Regions from separate parts of the Ovis aries genome. Here region 2 is linked to region 1. The links are chromatin contacts, called in public Hi-C maps. All regions are on one chromosome and are shown on one strand. The core of a region is the stretch at or near the end of the contact, and the rest is flanking DNA. Distances in the headings are between cores, read along the strand shown. Region 1 holds the start of RBM39 (RNA binding motif protein 39). Region 2 overlaps PHF20 (PHD finger protein 20).

Region 1 (2,916 bases), core at 121-2,620:
TTTTCAGGATTAAAGATTTGCCAGGCATTTTTTCATGGCAAAAGCAGCTATTACCTCATTCAATCCTGTCTATACTTCTATTAGGCCTTCATTCATCCATTCATTGATTTAATGAGCTTCTACCTGCGCATCCGGCTAAGTGCTGAGAATTCACTATCGAGCATTACTGGCCTTCCTCACTAACAAGAAGTTTAGTAATTATACTCTTCTTCACAGGAAGAAATGGAGGGTAGGTTCATTTACTTGTCCAAGGTCACAGTATTGGAGGAGCTATACAAACTCATCTCAAATCTTTGCAGTCTATCATTAAGCTGTCAAGAGACGTCTAGATTTTCTCTCTCAAGATTTCTTTGCTTTTTTTCCTCTCTAAAATTTTCCAACCATTTTTATCTTAAAGTCTTGTAGACAATGACCTCTCTGCTCTCCGCTTTTTCACCGTGTGGACCAAAGAACAAGTGGTGATTGTACATTGCAACTGCCATGCATCTGGGGGACTTCAGGGACAAGGAGCCAAGTCCCAAGGGGATTACTGTTCACTGGCTAAGTCGTGTCCAACTTTTTGCGAGCCCATAGAATGCAGGTTTCCTTGTCCTTCACTTTGCTCAGTTTCATGTACATTGAGTACATACCCAGGGGAATGGGGTACATTTCTGAAGAAACAATAGCAACTCCCACACAAGGTCAGATTATAAATTCGAGGGGCACAGAACTGGACCACTGCCAAGGGATGCAGTGTTTTTTCACCTTCTCTTTGCCCACTACTTCCAAGGGTATTTTGAAGCTAGGCAGTCCACTGGCTCCACAGGCCGAGACATCGTTTTGTTTCACACTCTTAGCCCCCTACCCCTGAACGTCTCTTTTCATCTTCTCTCTTGCTTGCTTTTCACTCCGTCTTCACCCTTGGCAGATAATTTGTATAACAGCCTTTTCGTTTTATTTTAGAGCCATATGGACTAGATCGGTTTACAGCGACCTTGGCCCGGTGGAGGAAGCAGCCGTCATCTCAGAAACCTTCTGATAGCTCTGGGGCGGTGGCCACGAGGAGGCGGTGACCACTGAACTCCACTCAGCGATGAGTTTTCTGGAAGATTGACAGTATGTGTACCAACTGCCTTTGCGCTAGCAGCTTGAGTGATCTCGCGAGATGTGGACGCTAATCAAGAGTAGGGACTCAAAGGCGCCTTTCTGAGTGGGGGATGGGAATATCTGTGGCGCAATCATTGCGCGAGATTGGGCCATGGTCGCTGGGGGCCGATGCTTAAATCTCGCGATATTTCCGCTGCTCTGGACTGGAATTAGGAGCTGCTTCTCGCGAGAGCCCGTGCTGAGGGCTCTGTGAGGCCCCGTGTGTTTGTGTGTGTGTATGTGTGTTGGTGAATGTGAGTACGGGGAAGCTGCGGCCGCCATTTCAGAGAGCTTGCCGACACTGTCGCAGGGGTGGATCCTGAGCTGCCGAAGCCGCCGTCCTGAACTCCCGCGCGGGCTCCTCTAATCCCATTGTCTCTTTTAGATTCGCTTGGGCCTGTCCGCTCTCTGAGCCCGAAATTCGGGCTGGGTGGTACCGCGGCCTGGGCCTAGCGGCTTAACAGTAGCAACAGCGGCGGCAGCCACAGCCCCCCTCTTTCTGAATACGAGCACCGCAGGGACCCGGGAAGCCCGCACAGGTGAGGAGGCATCGCGGACCCGCGTATTTTCCGGGCTTTTTTGAGGTTTGGTTCTTTTCTGGGTTGAGGGGCACTCCTTAGGCGATTTTAAGCGACCGGGCTGGGGGCGGGTGGGGGGGTAGATTTTTTTAGAAATCGTCGTCTTTTCGACGACCGCGCCCTTTTCCGATCGAATGTGTTTCAGGGTTTTCGGGTGGCGTGGGCTCTAGAGAGGCTTCGGGTAGATGGCGACCTGTCCCTTCGAGGCCCGGGCCGACCGCGACCTCCCAACATGGCGCCAGCCGAACGCTGCCATGGCACACAACCCCTCCCAGCCGAGGGAGTTTCCCTTTGCCCCTAAAATGGCAGCGCGGGGTTTTGCGCGAAAGCGGCGCTTTGGCTCGAGATTCTCGGGTTCTGTTTTTTGAGGCGCTGTAGGCTTTTTAAAAATAGAGTACTTAATCTGTCTAGCGTGTTTGATGTTGGGGACATTTTAGGTTTAATTGCCAAGCCTACTAAAATGGTCCCGTTTTAGTCATTCCGTGGGACCTCTCTGAGGTTTTGGAATATGTCTGGTAAAAAGGAAATTTAGCACAATTTAAAATTGTTTACTCACCAAATTTTCATTTTTGCTTTTTACCTAGTCGTTTAGAGAAAATGGCAGACGATATTGATATTGAAGCAATGCTTGAGGCTCCTTACAAGAAGGTGAGAAAAAACAAGTCGGTGAGGTGTATCTATTTCTTAATTTAGCATTATTCACGAAACTACTGCTGAAATGTAAACTAACCTCCCCGGAGCCCTCTTGATTTACCTTATCAGAGATGCATTACATGTAACTTACAAAAGTAAATATATGCTATTGATGTAATAATATTGTGCAGTAGTTTCACTTCAGCGTGATGAATAAATGCCCATCTATCTCTCTTTGTAGACTTGCCTAACGATATCTCACCTCTACTCCCATGAATTCACCTTTGATTCCAGTGTGAACTGTCAATCATAAGGTAGTAATTGAGTGACTTATCGCTGTACCGTGGTCCCCTAGGTAAAATGACTCAACTAAGAATTACCAGCTCCAGTTTGGTATAGCAAAAAGGTGAATGTAGTGGTTTGGGAAAACAGCAGGGGTCCAAGAATAATAAAGCATAACCAGTCTATGGCAAGCAAATCTTTAAATAAGACAAGTCTTACAAGAAGAAATGGGTGAGATTTAAAATTTATCCTATACATAAGACTGGTAATAGTAAATATTAAAACAGGCAGGTGATGA
Region 2 (2,700 bases), core at 167-2,666, 100 kb before region 1:
AAGAGGAACTCTCAGGTGTTCTCTGTGAACGCCAGGAGCAGTGAGTGTACCAGCACTCAGCTCTTGGTTTCTAAACACAATTCACCACTTAAAAGAAATCAGGGCTTCCTGGAGAAATGGCTGAATCCAAGGCTGGGTGAGTACAGGATGAGTGTGCTACATTTTCTTATGCCAGAAAGTGAAGGAACTAGCTTGAAGGGCTCCACAAGGTGGTTATTAGAATAAATAAAGACAGAAACCATTATAACCCGCAGAACAAAAGAAATGCCACGAGACCATGTGGATAAAAAGAGGGAAGGAAGGAAAGAAGGGAGGGAGGGGGGAATCAGGGAGAGGGGGAAAGGCAAGCAGGCAGGCACTTCCTTAACACAATACAAACTAATAAACGTAGAAGGAATGATGAGAGTTACAAATCACCATTTGGTAGACCTCAGAGTAAAAATATTTATCAGGCAAGAAGCAGAAGTGGATATTAGGGTGAACTCCTGATAAAGAAACACATAGATATTTGAGTATATGTAAATAAAGATATTTACATATATTCAAGGTATCCTCTCACCAGAAACTTAGTAACTATAAAGGGAAAAATAACAGCCTTACAGTAGAGAAACCTGGTGGGCAGTACCCTTAGCCAAGTGACCAAAGTTAACTTCACCAATAAATGGGACAGATATCATGCAGCTCCTGTTAGAATACACTTGAAAAGGATACATCACTTGCATGGTGTTGCTGCTAAAAGGGAATAACCTAAATCTAATTATCTGGATACATTAAAAAAAAACCCAAATTTAACGACATCATATTCTTCAGAAATGTCAAGGTCATGAAAAACAAAACACTGACAAAAAATGTTTCAGATGAAAGGAAACTAATGAAACATGACAATTAAATCCAGTGTGACATCCTGAGTTGGATCCTGATCCCCTCCAAAAAAAGTTTCCTCCATGTTTGCTATGAAGAACATTATCAGAACTGATGAAGTCTGAATAAGGTCCTGCCTTTGATAATTAAATTATGGTCATGTAATTAAATGTTCTAGTTATCAGGAAATAGACACTGAGAAATTTAGGGGTAACGGTCTGCAACTTACTTGCGAATAATTCAGAAAAAAATAGTTTTTAAAGAATAGAATAATGAAGCAAACATAGAAAACTGCTAACAAACAGGGAATCTGGTTGAAGGTATACAAGAAATTCTTTCTACTATTTTTGCAACTTTTTACGTCTTCCAATGTGTCAAAATAAAAACATCTTTTAAATATAAAGATGAAAAAATTTACGCAGGAAAAATACTTGGAGGTCACAGAATAGCTAAGTGGGAGGAAAGCAACCCTGGCAAGACTATCCACACTTGGCCCTCACAAGAGAAACTGAGCAGTTATTCCACAAGATGGCAGAGCTGCCCCAAAGGCCAGAGCTGCGTATGGAGCAGCTAATGCAGGGCTTCTGCTCTAGACTAGATGGTGTTGCCTTCCCAGCCTCCTTCACACTGATCTTGACTCCATCCAGTTAGAAATTACAAGACTGGCACCACCTCAGGACAGCAACCTCTAAACGGTGACTAACACAGCAGCACCCTGGCCTCTGGGGGCCTTGCGGGATGCTTCTGAGAATGATCCCGCCCTCCTTCCTGCTGACTTACATAATACATTCCTGGTGAATGAGTTCTCAACAACCAGCAATCTTTTCATCCTGTGCTCACCACTAAGCCCATGTTCCAAAAGAAAAACCAGGAACATCATTCAGTTTCCAGATCAACACTTCCAGCCTCTCAAATTAAAGAATTTCCAAGGCGCCACCCTGTCTGGAGCACTGACATCACGTGTGCCACACACAGTGCTCTTCAAAGCTGGCCTACTAAGCTGCTTACTTGAGTCTACACCCTGCTTTAACACTTGCCCTCGAGGGCAGTGCGAGCTCCATGTTACAACCTCTCTAAAGGCAGGATGTGTGTTCACTTCACCTGGTTTATACAGCACCCAGCATCTCATCAGATGGCATTCAGTACTCAGTTAGAAGACAGGAGGTGGAGTGACCCAGTCATTGGAAAACGTGTTATTCTAACTCTGGCTGAGTTACCCCTTCTTGCCACATACTAGGTTCTTTTATAAAACAGGGAGAATTAACAGTGAAAAATTAACAAGAACTTAGATGTCTTTCACAGTGGGAAGTTAAATAAATTATGGAAAATCATCCAAAGAAATAAATTATATATAATCATGAAACAGCTATGAACTGACACGGAAAAATGCTGTATAAAAATGATAAGCCATTAACTAATGCAAGAATATGATTCTACCACTCTGTTTTTAAAAAGTGACATGGGTACATGTGTGTTTGTATATGCAGAGAACCACGTGTTGAAGAATGGAAAAGCATATACCAAACTGTTCCATGGTTCTTTCAAGAGGGGGAAGAGTAATGGAGGACTTTTCACTTAGTTTTACTTTTACTTAGTTTTAATTTTTCCTAGTATATTTGGCTTTGAAATTTATAGGAGGGAAACAAACAGCAAAATGACTCTTTATATATTAATAATAATCTTTAAATAGGGGTCCTTAACTGTCTTTATGCCAGAGTAGTTGTGAAAACTCATCAAGAAATTGTACTTACAAAATTAGTATACCTTAGTGTTCTCACTGTGAAAAATTAAATGTAAATTTTAATATCAACACTAAATAAAACCTTTAATTGCTGTCTC

Evidence for each region. A called contact is a pair of places that touch in the nucleus more often than the background predicts.
Region 2: a contact with region 1 is called in a Hi-C map of hypothalamus, with 3 times the contacts expected there. The contact joins the enhancer-like site here to the promoter of RBM39 in region 1. A contact is called at or near these places in 6 of 16 Hi-C or Micro-C datasets (hypothalamus, liver, omental adipose tissue and 2 more).

Annotation. Positions count from the first base shown.
Region 1 is chr13:64,921,280-64,924,195 of ARS-UI_Ramb_v3.0, reverse strand. It overlaps RBM39 (RNA binding motif protein 39), which reads left to right and starts at 1,370. Exons shown (of 17, transcript XM_060397742.1): 1 at 1,370-1,664; 2 at 2,288-2,916.
Region 2 is chr13:65,023,282-65,025,981 of ARS-UI_Ramb_v3.0, reverse strand. All of the region lies in intron 10 of PHF20 (PHD finger protein 20), which reads right to left. Among named protein-coding and RNA genes, the nearest start is that of SCAND1, 59 kb to the left of the region's middle. Within about 2 kb of position 1,416, at least 29 of the 54 cell types and tissues checked have an H3K27ac peak or open chromatin away from gene starts, as enhancers often do. A contact at or near this core is called in hypothalamus and tail adipose tissue, where this site is marked.